2 separate regions of the Mus musculus genome follow, and region 2 is linked to region 1. A link is a contact called in public HiChIP or PLAC-seq data. All regions are on one chromosome and are shown on one strand. Each heading gives the region's core, a stretch centred on a gene start, on an enhancer-like site or on the middle of the called end of the contact. The rest is flanking DNA. Distances are from core to core; before and after follow the strand shown. Region 1 holds the start of Panx1 (pannexin 1). Region 2 overlaps Mre11a (MRE11A homolog A, double strand break repair nuclease).

Region 1 (6,533 bases), core at 795-3,294:
TATCATTGGGACCTGGTTTTCCTTTCATCCCAAGAACCAGGAACATAGAAAACTAACTTTGCACCATTACTTCAGCAACTTTCTGCCACCCTGACCAACTCAGCCATACATGGTACAGACTACACACGCCAGGCCTTTCCTAACCAAGCTTACCTCAATTCCAGGTCCCACCAGCCTGCTCATGCAGGAATACCCTCTTCTCTCCAAGGTCTGTTAGAATCTAGGTGCCAAGCAGCTTTCTGTAGCCCCTCCCTCATCCCTCAGGGGACCCATCTTCCTTCCTCCGCTCACCCCTCATCCATGCAGAAGCCCTCTCACCTGCATGCCCCAGGGCAGGTCCAGCTCTCCCCTCCTCCTACATCCAGAAGCCCCTCCTACATCCAGAAGCCCCTCCTACATCCAGAAGCCCCTCCTACATCCAGAAGCCCCTCCTACATCCAGAAGCCCCTCCTACATCCAGAAGCCCCTCCTACATCCAGAAGCCCCTCCTACATCCAGAAGCTATGTGCCCTCACTATGACTCACTGAATGCTGCTGTCAGCCTGTCTGTCAACAGCCTCCCAATCCCAGGTGAGTGAGCATGTGCTTTCTGTAGTAATCTGACCCAGGCCCATATACCCTCAGCTTCCCAGAGGAAGCCCTCTACTCTTGGCTGACACAGCGCTTTGAGCTTCCTTTCGGGGAACATGTAAGTCTCATCTCAAAATCTTGAACAGTCTCATCTGGGGCTACCCACACCTGACACAGGTGTTCCTCCAGGTCCTGCCCCACCTGCTATGCTACTTAGCTGCAATTCACACCCTCACTCAGGTTATAAAAGTTAGGATAAATAGGACCACTCACTCTGCATCATGATCTTGCCCACAACGCTAGCCTTTGGAATTGCACTAAACTATTAGGGCGAAATGAGAGCTTATATGAAGGGGATTGGGTCATTTCTTCATCTTTCATTCATTGCAAGGCTTAGGTTGAGGACGTCTCCTGCCTCCAGGGGCAGTTAATCCCCAGCACACATAACCCTAAGACAGAACTCAAGTATCATTTAAAGGCAAGACAGTGAAACAGCACCCTGTATGTGGAACGCTTGTCTTTACATCCTCCCTGGACCCACTCAGGAAATTATAGGTGACTGTACAATTACTGGAGAGAGGAGTAGGGAGAGCAGTTTTTGGCACGTCTCGCAGCAACAGGCTGAATGTAACTCCAAGCCACAATAATGAGGCGCAGGAGACAAAGGAACTGGAAAGAGGATACTAGGAAAGTCAACAGAGGTACCCAGGTTACACATGGACGAATAATGCTTCAGAATCGCTACATTAGGAGGGGCGTGCGGAAATGCCAGCTGCGTGCGGTGAAATTTCTCAGCAACCAACCTCAGACAATGCCAGCCTAGCCCAGACTGCCCCTGCGCCCCTGGCCTCACCGATGGAGATCTCCTGAGCGAAGGCCAGCGAGATGAGCAGCAGAGGTAGACCCACGGCAATACATGTGACCATCTTGTCCACCGCCAGCTCCAGTCGCAGCCCCTTGAACTTGGGCTCGGTGGGCTCCTTCAGCAAGAAGTCCGAGAACACATACTCCGTGGCCAAGTGGGCGATGGCCATGGTCAAGGCGCACCGGGTGCCGCGGGACGGGCAGCCGAGGGCAGGCGCCGGTGCTGCCGGCAGCCGGGGCGAGACGCCGAATCCGCGCGGTCACCGACCGGGCGCGCGGCTTCCGCTTTCCCTTCCCGGGCTCCCGGGCGGGCCCAGCATTGTACCGCCTTGGCTGTCGCTGCACCTACCCCGCAGGGACCGCACGGGAGCTGCAGCTGCCTGGGACCGCCCCAAGCAACGCAGGGTGCACGAGCCCCGGAGCTCCGGCGGTAGCAATCACTCCCGTGCTAAGCCCCCGCGGGCCCGGCGCGCGCGACACCAGGACTCCCTCCGGCCACTCCGAGCGCGCAGGGGCAACAACGTGCCGGGAACAAAGCTCTTCGCTACAGCTGCCCGCGCCCGCCCTGCGCGCTCGGCTACAGAACCGAGCTCTTCCGGAACCTACGCGGGGAAAACCGGGTTCCCAGGGGCGAGCAGTTTCCGGAAGCGCGCTGACGCGGGCGAGGTGGGCGCGGCTGCACAAGACCCTAGAGCCGTGTGTGTGTGGTTTTGCACTCCTTTCTGCTGACAGCCTCCCTCCCCGGAGCACGAGCTAGCCCCTTTCTAAGCCTTGTCCACCATTGAGAGCGTTGATGCTGAAGATGAACCAATGTCTTGTGCAACTCTGCACGCTAGACAAGCGCTTCAACCACAGCGCCACACTCCAGGGTGCAATCCGGGTTCTGTTCAAAACAAAACAACAACAACAACAACAACAAAAAAAAAAACCTTCAAAAACAACGGGTGTCAGAAAAAGGTCGAGATAATCTTGCGGTGATGACCGAAAGTATATTGTAGAGAGGGCCTGCATCTTTCCAGAGTTCTGTAAGGGGAGGGCATGCCCAGCCCTTTGCCCTTTCCTCTACCTTCCTGTCTAAAGCAGTAGTCATGGTTCCTGAGGCGCCAACTGCTGTGTATGTGGTGTTGGTGAGCTCCTTCTGAATACCTCACCTACAGTAGACAATGAAGCATCCAAGAAATGTTCCAACCATTTACGGCAAACGGCCTTGGAAGGTGAATGTGCCAAGCATAGACGCCTTCCCTGGGCTGTGTACATCAGCGGGGTCTGAGTAGGGTAACTCCAAGGCCCACATACTGGACCTCTAAAGACCATCAGAGACCTTCGCAGTCCTGTGCTGACAATGCTTCACACAATCCTTTCTCAGACCTCAACTACTGTCTTCTACCTTTCCCAAACCATTGTTGTTGGTGCTGGCACCCAAAGTAGAAGCCGGGTACTCCATTTTTAGAGTTTCCATCACTCTTGACAGCTGTGCCAACCAATTCTGAATTGATGTGCTTCTCTTTTCTAAATATGGCAGACTTGACCGTTCCCCACCTGCACAGCCAGCAACCAGCACCCAATTTACCCACCCATCCCTAACTGCTTACAGGAAGGCATCCTCCAGACCCTCCTAATCTTTCTCCAGATGGCTATGGAGTGCTGGGAGATAAAAGTGGTACTTGCATGCTTTAATTAATTTTACTCAGACGGTCCTAAGTGAATCTCTTTCACCTTGAGTGGTTTTTAAGTGACCCAGTTCCCACTCCTGTCTGTTCCTCGAAAGGCATGTGGCATGGGATTGAGGTGACACTGGGTTTCACAGCCTGAGGGGACGAGTCTGTTTGGGGCAGGCAGAACTGTCCTGAGTATTTTCTAGGAACCAGTAAGTCACACACGCAGTTTCTCTTCTCTTTCTGCCAAGATCAACTCATCCAAGAGGAGAAATGGCCCCTTTGAGAAGCCTCGCATGACCCCTCCCCTAGTTGGGATGAGTCAGGCACTCTCTTGGTGCCCCCAGTTCTCTAACACCCAGCTCACTCTGGGCCGGGCCGGTGATAGTGGGTTGCGTATCTGTTCAGTGATCACACATGGACTTCTGAGGCTCTCGGTTGGGTCTCGCAGTAGTTTTATAAACTTCCCCCACCCTGGCAGTTTTGTTCGTTCATTAAAACATCAGTCAAAGACTGATGAGCTTAAGAGAGAATAAAGAGAAGCTGTTGGGAACTGGGAAGAAGAGACGCCTGGCACTGGTGTGGGGTCAATGATGGAAGGTGGGGCCGGAGCATAGTCTGAACTTGTAGGGAGTGGCAGAGGGAAGTGCTGTACAGAGTTGGGCTTTAAAGCCCTTGCTCTTCAACAGTGTGTGGAGGGGCGTGGAAGGAGAGCTGAAGCAATGAGGCTTCCAAGGTGTGCAGGAGAAGTAAAGAAAGCCTCCGACCGATGGTAGAAACAAATGGGTACAAGAGCTGGGTATGAGAGCTGAGGGAACCATTTTCCTTACTCAAAAAAAATCAGACAAAAAAAAAAAAAATCTCTGGCTTGAGCCAACATTCCTGGGAGGAAAACAGAAGGTAAAAGCCATGAGCCCAGTGCCTAAGTTCGTTTCTTAAGCCTCGGTCTGTCACCCAAATAAGGATGGTTCGATAGGGTCCCCTCAGATTGTTCTTAGAATCCAACGGAATACCAGAGGAGTGTAGTGACACACATTGGCAGTCCCAGCACTTGAGAGGTAAAGACAGGAGGCCCAGAGCTCAAGGTCACTTATGGCTACACACTGAATTTTGGGCATCCTGGGCTACATAAGACTATCAAATAAGGGTGTGTTATTTTATTAACAACATTTCCTGAATTGTACACCATTCCCATTAATAATCTCAGGACTCTAACACGTCAAGTGAAAGCATGGCCAAAGTGTTTTACTTTATTTTTCAAAATAGACCCTAGGTTTTAGTGTAAAGTTTGTCTCTGTGTGGAAAGCAGAGGTCTATGTGAGCAATATTCCTCTATCACTCCCCAGCTTATTTTATTTTACTTTCTCTCTCTTTCTTTCTTTCTTTCTTTCTTTCTTTCTTTCTTTCTTTCTTTTTTTTTCGAGACAGGGTTTCTCTGTGTAGCCCTGGCTGTCCTGGAACTTACTCTGTAGACCAGGCTGGCCTCGAACTCAGAAATCCGCCTGCCTCTGCCTCCCAAGTACTAGGGTTAAAGGCATGTGCCACCACACCCGGCTTTATTTTACTTTCTTTTCTTTTCTTTTATTTCATTTTTGAGACAAGGTCTCTTGCTCTCTGAAGCTGGAGCTCATTAGCTCGGGGAGCAAGACAAGCTAGCCAGCGAGTGGCAGGTTCCCCCTTGCCCCTATCTCCCCAGCTGCCCTCACGGCCACGTGACATACCCGGCTCCTTTCATTGCTGCACACAGGCCCTCATATTTGTATGACAATCCTTTTGCCAATGAACCATCTCCCTAACTCCAGATTTCAATTTGATTTTAGTTTGTTTTCAGATTTTCAGAAAATGTGGGCAAATAAATGATTCAGAGTTCTCATATACCCACACTCCTCTATTCAAGTTCTTCAGTGCCATCTTGCAATAGAATTGTGCATTGGTTCCAATAATGAACCACTACAGAAATATTTGTGCATGTGGTGGGGGGCACATTTCTCATGTCCTCTGTTTTTATTTATTTTTTTATGACATTGCCTTCTGATAATTATAAGGAGCATTGGGGACATCAAGTCTTCCCTGCCCCGATCCCTTCTTGGCTACAGAGTGATCCATGGGGGGGGGGGGGTTGCTCTTACAGCCAGCCTCCCCAAACTTGGTTTTGCTTGCTTGCCATGCTTGCCATCTGATTTCAAGATCTTTAGCAATGAGAACAGTCAAAGCCAAAATAGTCAAGCTCACCAGACTGGCTGCGCTGTGTGAATGTTCAAGTACTCGCTGGCGTACTATTTGCTGAGCGACTGCCCTGCACTGTATGATGTCTGCACTGTATGATGTCTGCACTGTAGGTGCAGCAGCGAGCAGTACGGGTCAGAAGGTCTCACTTCCAGGGAACCTTCACGCCAGCCAAGATGCAGACAAAACTCGAGCTAACAGACAGAAATTACATGCTTTGATTCGTGCTACAAAGGAGAAGACGGGAGATGGGACAGAACAGAAGTGGGGGGTCACATTGGAAAAGGCAGTCTGAGAAACTCTTGTCTAAAGCAGAAACCCTAAGGGAGAAAAGTGGGATGCGGAGAGGGCAAAGGAGTGGAATGCAGAGAGGGCAAAGGGAACAGATTAAAGGGCATGGAGAGGAGAGTGTGCACAGGCCCGAACGAGGCAAGAACTCCCAGGAGTTCCTGGAGCAGAGAACCCAGGAAGCTGGAGAAGTGGGCACAGCCTTCACCAGGCCACAGAGACCCAGAGTCTGGAGCACTGGAGTATAATGGAAGAGGTTATAGTACTCGCCAGGAAGTGACCTGATCAGATCTGGGGGAGCATAGCAGCAGACAGCTTTGTGGATGGAAGGGACAAGATTGGCTTTGTGCAGGGAGCTGCTGCAATGACCCTGCCAAACCTGTGGACCTGCGATCAAAGCCAAGGTTGGAGAACACATTCTGAATTAGCATACAGGTGAAGTTCAGACTGTGGGGGTGGATGCAAAAGGGCTGCAAGTGCACACGGCAAACTCAGCGACTCCTGTTTCTTCTACTGCTCTGGTACAGTCAAGTTTGAAATCAATGTCAAGGTGTTGGTGAGATCAGACATCTCAGGAGACCCTGCTTGTGCAACTGAGACCTTTCCAGTTTCTCCAGCTATGTGCCTTGCATTTCTTGGTCCTTCCTCTGCCCCAGAAGCCAGGAGAGTAGTGTCTCACTTCAGTGGTCTTTGTTAGGCTAGAACCCCTGCTCATTGCCTGTACAGCTGGAAAACCACTTATACCCTCCTTCCCCTAACCTTGTCCTCCCCTGCCCACTTGGAGGAAACTCCTCCAGGCTAACACGTCATCACTCTTGTCTCTGCATTTCCCACAACCCACCCAAGGGAACCAATCAAGGGGGTCAGCTTTTGACCACGTATGAACACAATCCCAGCTCCTAGCTGAACATGGCCCCACTCCTCACCTAA
Region 2 (6,477 bases), core at 1,152-3,651, 210 kb before region 1:
CAAAGCACACTGTTCACTCAACTCTCACTTCTCCCATTAATGGATCAAAGCTGGGGCTTTTAATCTTTTTTTAATTTAGCTTCTGTCGTTCATATTTGGAGAGTTGGATGATGCTGGTGTAGAAGCATTTCAGGTTGACTTGGTGAAATGTTCCCTGCACACTGTGCCTTTCCTGTCTGTTGGCTGAATTTCCAAGAGGGCGGATAGAGTGATAAGTCTAAGTGAAGCCATTGGTACACACTCAGTGGGTGAAGTGACTGCTGCACAAGCCTGGTGGCCCAAGTGGGAGTCCTGAGGCCCACAAAGGTAGCATGGAGGAGTGGACTCCATGAAGTTGTCCCAGCAGAGCACACACTGCATGTGAGGGCACACATGTACACAGTAGTATTAGTAATAATAATAATGTCAATGAGGAAACTGAACGAATAGGATAGAAATGTCTTGGATAGTTTCTGTCCTTGCTTTCCTACACCTCATTTGCTTTGATTAATGTTTGTGACTGGGAAAATGTATGTGTTGTGTGTTATAGATATGTGCAGTGACAGACAAGTCCTGCCTGGCAGATTTTTACTCTAATGCACAGAGAACTGACTTGGGCCTTTATATTTCACAGTTAAAGGGATAGATGTGATAAATGTGACTTGCTAATACCATTTTAATTGTAAGAGTTTCTTTCTTAGCTCAGAGACGATGAGTGGTCACTGACATAGCATAACGTTTGTGTCATTTCAGGATGATGACGATGACCCTTTCATGAGCAGTAGTTGCCCAAGAAGAAACCGAAGATAATGTTTTTAATGGAACTTAGAAATTGCATGATGCAGGAAGAAATCAAAGCACCACATACTGACTTCACAGCTGAAGATGTTTAAGTCTGGGCTTATATTTTATCGTTTTCTGAACGGTGACTCCCTTAAGCCATTTCCTAGCCCAATGATAAGGAGATTGCAGCTCTTCTTAGCCTTTAACCTGGTTGTTATTGTCTGGGGCTGCTCTGCCATATCGAGAACATTAACTTCCTGACAGAACTGTGTTTTCTGCTTGTAAGAACTTGGCTAAAATCCCATTCTTAAATGATGATTAGAGAAAACCCCTCCGTTGTTCATTTCTGCTTCATGATCAGAGGCTGTCAGCCTCTGTGCCACAGCTAGCAGTTGATGGGAAAGCTTACAGACTTGAGTGGCATGTGCTGTAACCATCTCCTAGATCTCCAGAAAGCCAGGCCCTCCTGTGTGGGGGGCACCCAGCACCCTGCTTGTTATCAAGTGTGGATATCAGAGCTTGCTAGAGGACCGTCTACTAGGACCAGAAGGGTCTTATATTTAAATAATTAGTAGAAGGTTTTTGTTAAGAACATTTTGGCTGTTTTGGTTTTGATTTTTATTCATGTTATAGCAGAGATTCAGATCCTGTGCCCATTGGGCAGGACTCATTTTCTTGATGGCTCTGTCAGTAATGACAAGCTCTTTTTCTTTCTCGTATACTTGTCAGGAAGAAAAGGCTAATAGAATTTTTCTGTTTTCTTAAAAATACCGGAAAGCTTTTTTAGGCAAAGCAGCATCTGACCTTGTGGTTAGTTCAGGCTGCCATACTGCAGCAGTACAGCTTCTGCCGGTGTTGGTGCCGGACCTCCTCCACCAGCAGCACACTGGCTTCAGTTGCTGTAAACATCTCTGAGTGGATGATCCCAGAACTGACCGAAACAGCACACTTATATTTTTTTACTTGTTTTAGGAAGGAAATAAATAAAAATGTTATCCCTTCTGAGATAAGATAAATAATCTCATTCCCTGTCCCACACTCTAAAAACTTCTGCTGGTCTTAATTTTATAAGGCAAGTGTGTTCAGTCACTCTGATAAAATCTGAACCCTCTAGCATGACAACATGATGTTCTTCATAGTTGTAGACACCAGTGCTTGGGCTAAACAGTGCCTGTCTGGAACTTGCCAAGTTTTTGAAGCCCAGCACCTGACGGTACCACCAATCACCAAGTGGTTTAAGTTAGAACTATAATTCAGTGCTAATGAGCTGCTTAGAACAAGCTTTGTAACTGATGTGAGCACAGGGTTGTCAGCAGGGAACATTGACAGCACAAGGCCTGGTCCTGTGAGATCCCTTCGGGTAGTTCTCCCCACCCTCCATCTCAATCACATTAAACTTGAAGTGGATTGAATGGAGATGAAGTGAGGGGCTCTGTGAGATGGAGGCTAGTGGGAGGTGGTACTCCCTGACCCACTGAGGTATAGCCAGCATTAGGTGGTGCCTTGTCTGTGTGCCAGTGAGATGATCCTAGGTGAGTGACAGTGAGGTTGGTCACTAAAGTCCCTGAGAGTCTCCTGGAAAGGTTAGTGAGGCTTTTCCTCCATTAAAAAATCTCAGCTAGCCGGGCACGGTGGTGCGCACCTTTAATCCCAGCACTTGGGAGGCAGAGGCAGGCAGATTTCTGAGTTCCAGGACAGCCTGGTCTACAAAGAGAGTTCCAGGACAGCCAGGCCTATACAGAGAAACACTGTCTCGAAAAATAAAAAGCAAAACAAAACAAAAAATCTCAGCTAGAGTATAAAATGATGCTGCTAGCTGCTAGGGGAAGTGAGTCCCTGGCAGTGTGGAAATCTACCATGTGAGCAGCATGCAGTATAACCTGGCAGTATGGGAAGTACAAAGGGGAAATAGTGTTGATTGAAGGTCATTGTGTAATCAGTGTACCACAAAGTTCTCTGGGGTTTGTTTAGACAGATCTGACATTGGTTCTTTGGTGACAGTTTTCAGGCCTGTGAGTGTCAGCTGGATGAAGTCTTGGGACCTGGAACAAGTTGTTCTTTAGTGACAGGTTTCTGAGAGGGAGTGCACAGGTTCGGAAAATAAAGATTATAGGAACGCTGGGCTCAGGAAGTCTTGCAGAGCTGACTTTATGCCAGGCAGGTTTCTTTAGAAGTACATCTTACATGGTGTGTTGTGAGGAAATAGGGCACAGGCAGAAAGTTACCATACAACGGGATGAAGTCCCAGGAAGCTAATCAAGCCATGTTGCACAAGGTACCATGGTAGCTCAAGGGCATCATAGACTGAGCACATAGTGGCCTTGGAACTGATGAATTCAGTCTCTTCAGAGGGAAAAGATAAGTTCTCAGGAACCAAAATCTTAACTCCATCAAGGCCCCAGCCCAGAGCTTGCCAAGTGTGCGTTGTGTGAGGACGACACAGGACTGAGCTCTCTTGTCCTCTCATGGGCCATCTTGAGAAGGCCAGGATTCGGCCTGACTCCCAACAGCCTTCCAGATGATTTTTGAGCGCCCCATTTGCTCTTAAGGATGTGATAGCTCCACGATGAATGGAGACCTTTGTCCTTTAGCTTACCAAAGAGTCCATCTCTGCATCCCGTGAGTACGCGTGGAGAGCGAGCGCACTGTACCTCCAGCTGCTTGCCTGGCAAGCCTCTGAACAGCAAGCAGAGTTTAATTTAGGAGCACGTGAATGTTATCTTTATAAACCTTCAAAGTTGCTGGTGACAGTAACTATAGAAAAGCCATGCCTTAACCTGTGCAGGGAGTCCTCTTGGGCAGGAGCCAGTGGCACGAGCTCGCCATGCCTGAGGAGCATGCATGGCTGCAGTTCAGAGCTCGCACTCTGGTTCTGCTGCTGTATGCACTTAGACGGTTACAGCAGATAATCTCCGCACAGTCTTGTGCAGTGACTGAGAATCTAGTCAGCAAAGCTGTAACTATCCTCCATCATACGTGTAGGCTGCGTATTTTACCTGTCCCTACCCATTACATAGGATGGCTCATGTGATACGTTTTACATGTAAAGATTCAAGGAGAATCAACAGTTCAATGTCTACGTAAAGGAAAAAACAAACAAACAAACAAAAAACTTTTACTAGAAAAATGAAGTAAAAATGATTTCCTGGTTAGCCGGGCCTGTTGGCGCATGCCTTTAATCCCAGCACTTGGGAGGCAGAGGCAGGCGGATTTCTGAGTTCGAGGCCAGCCTGGTCTACAGAGTGAGTTCCAGGACAGCCAGAGCTACACAGACAAACCCTGTCTTGAAAAACCTAAATAAATAAATAAATAAAAATAAAAATAATAATAGTCATCTCCTGGCATAAAGTGATATTTCCCCAAACTGAGCGGGTGTCTTTTTTGTCTCTGTCAGACATTTAATTCCAATTAGTAGTTTGAGGATTTTTAAGAGCTGACATTAAAATATTACAAAAGAATTATCTAATAAAGATTTGTTTTTTTTTTGAATTTTGAACGTTTTTGGTTTGAACAGCTTGCTTGGACCTGATTACACCACACTTCATTTGTTGTTTGTAAAATTGGGCACATGATTGGCTGTGGCCATTAGAGTGTCCTTCAGATCACTAGCTCTCCTGCTAGATCTCATTAAGTTCTCCAAAGTCCAGAAATTGAAATCAGACCCAAGTGTATGTGTTTGGTTGCACCCTCTCTTCAGCTACAAGCTGTCAGCAGTTAGGTACTTGGTTCTCTGATCCTTTTCACATGACAGCTAATACTCTATGCTGGGTTAGAACCCACCCCTCCAGCCAAGTGTTCTAGAGCCTTCCTGCCCAGCTACATGGCCCCCACCCCACCCCGTACCCTCTTTCTTCCACATCTGCCTCGTTACCCTCAATATTAAACTGGCATTGCCTATTTTAAAGACTAGCTACACTGTTTACCAATAGATGACTTAAATGCCACTTTTCAGTTTGTTTCAGATGTGCAGGACCTGGATGTCAGAAGTGAAGGCCGTTTTTAAAGGACCCTAGGCCTTGTACAGTTGAGTAGTTGACACTGGGACATTGAGTCTCACATGGGGCATCCCAGACTGCACTTGGTTCTGCCAGCTGCTGTGCAGCCCTGGTCGCTGCTTAAGTTGCTTTGTCACAAGGCCTGTTTAGTTTGAAGATTGTTACAGGCTATTTAAAAAGACGTATTTCCTACACCACAGTCTTATGCCGTCTGCTAATGTAATGAAAGTGGTGTGTCAGATATCAGATTGAGCATATTTTCTAGAGCTAAGAAATTATAAATAAATAAGGAAATAGCTAATAGGGTCAGACTCAGCTGTGTTTCTTTTGGAGATGACCTAGAAGGTGAAGTATATGTTACATTAAGAGCTTATCTGAAATTAATAAAATTAGTCTGTCTCTCACCTGAAAACTCCAGTGGCTTCTCGGTTGATCCCTAAGCTCTTTTTTTTTTTAAAGATTTATTTATTTATTTATTATATGTGAGTACACTGTAGCTTTCTTCACACACTCCGAAAGAGGGAGTTAGATTTTGTTACAGATGGTTGTGAGCCACCCCACCATGTGGTTGCTGGGATTTGAACTCAGGATCTTTGGAAGAGCAGTCGTTGCTCTTAACCACTAAGCCATCTCTCCAGTCCGACCCCTAAGCTTTTTATTGGTGTTTTGACTCCAGATGATATTTAAATAGCTCTCTCTGTGTGTGTGTGTGTGTGTGTGTGTGTGTGTGTGTGTGTGTGTTATTTCTATTCTATGTGAATTGGTGTTCTACCTGCCTGCATGTATGTCCATGTGAGTATGTCAGATCCTCTGGAACTGGAATTATAAGACAGTTGTGAGTTACCTTGTGGATGCAGGGAATTGAACTCGGTTCTTTGGAAGGCTAGCCAGCATTCTTAACTGCTGAGACATCTCTCCAGGCACCCAGATGATAGTTTCAAAACATTTTTACTTTGGTTTTGTTGGAGTTGGAGCTCAGGGACTCCCACATGTTAAGCACAGACCCTACCACTGAGTGATAATTCAGCCCCTAAAATTTTTGAAATACTTTACAGAAAGTTGGTAATAATAATGGGTTTAATCCCTCATTTAAATGTAAGGTAAACAGGCGGTGGTGGTGCACGCCTTTAATCCCAGCACTCGGGAGGCAGAGGCAGGCAGATTTCTGGGTTCAAGGCCAGCCTGGTCTACAGAGTGAGTTCCAGGACAGCCAGGGCTACACAGAGAAACTCTGTCTTGGAAAGAAAACAAACAAAAAATGAAGGTAAAAAAATTTTCCATTTAAATATATGTATATATTTACATAATACTTATTACCCATATATATATGTATATATCTACATGTATGTGTATATATTACAGATTTATCCATACATAGGCTCATGTATGACTTGTGATCTTTGCAGAGTAGACTGCAGCCCTGTACTTCCTTCCCTTTATATGGATCGTCTCAGGATTTGTCTCCTTGCGGCCTTGGCACAGTGGGTCTGCAGTGTACAGACTGCTTAAAAGCAGGTGTTTCTAATAATTTCCTCAGCATATTTTTCCTTCTAGGGTTTACTTTTATTTTTGTATATGTAAAACATTAACATAATTCTTAAATTCTGCACCGTTCAGTATGTACTCAAATCTTCCAAATCTTTCTGCCCACCTACTGCCATTTAACAGCTCTACCATAATTTGCCTTTTCAATATTCTTTTTGCCAAAATAATTAGAATT

Evidence for each region. HiChIP or PLAC-seq counts read pairs in DNA pulled down with a chosen protein or histone mark.
Region 2: a contact with region 1 is called in an H3K4me3 HiChIP or PLAC-seq map of bone marrow-derived macrophages, with 5 times the contacts expected there. The contact joins the enhancer-like site here to the promoter of Panx1 in region 1. A contact is called at or near these places in 13 of 39 promoter capture datasets (the C10 cell line, cranial neural crest, embryonic stem cells and 8 more), 1 of 15 datasets of contacts at CTCF or cohesin (embryonic stem cells), 5 of 115 datasets of contacts at active chromatin or transcription factors (bone marrow-derived macrophages, embryonic stem cells and stem cell-derived neural progenitor cells) and 5 of 9 other capture datasets (adipose tissue, bone marrow-derived macrophages, embryonic stem cells and 2 more).

The regions. Positions count from the first base shown.
Region 1 is chr9:15,043,434-15,049,966 of GRCm38.p6, forward strand. Panx1 (pannexin 1) reads right to left here and starts at 2,045. Exons shown (of 5, transcript NM_019482.2): 1 at 1,424-2,045. The coding sequence starts at 1,604.
Region 2 is chr9:14,832,875-14,839,351 of GRCm38.p6, forward strand. It overlaps Mre11a (MRE11A homolog A, double strand break repair nuclease), which reads left to right. Exons shown (of 20, transcript NM_018736.3): 20 at 733-4,251. The coding sequence ends at 789. Among named protein-coding and RNA genes, the nearest start is that of Gpr83, 24 kb to the right of the region's middle. Within about 2 kb of position 2,402, at least 43 of the 459 cell types and tissues checked have an H3K27ac peak or open chromatin away from gene starts, as enhancers often do. A contact at or near this core is called in bone marrow-derived macrophages, where this site is marked.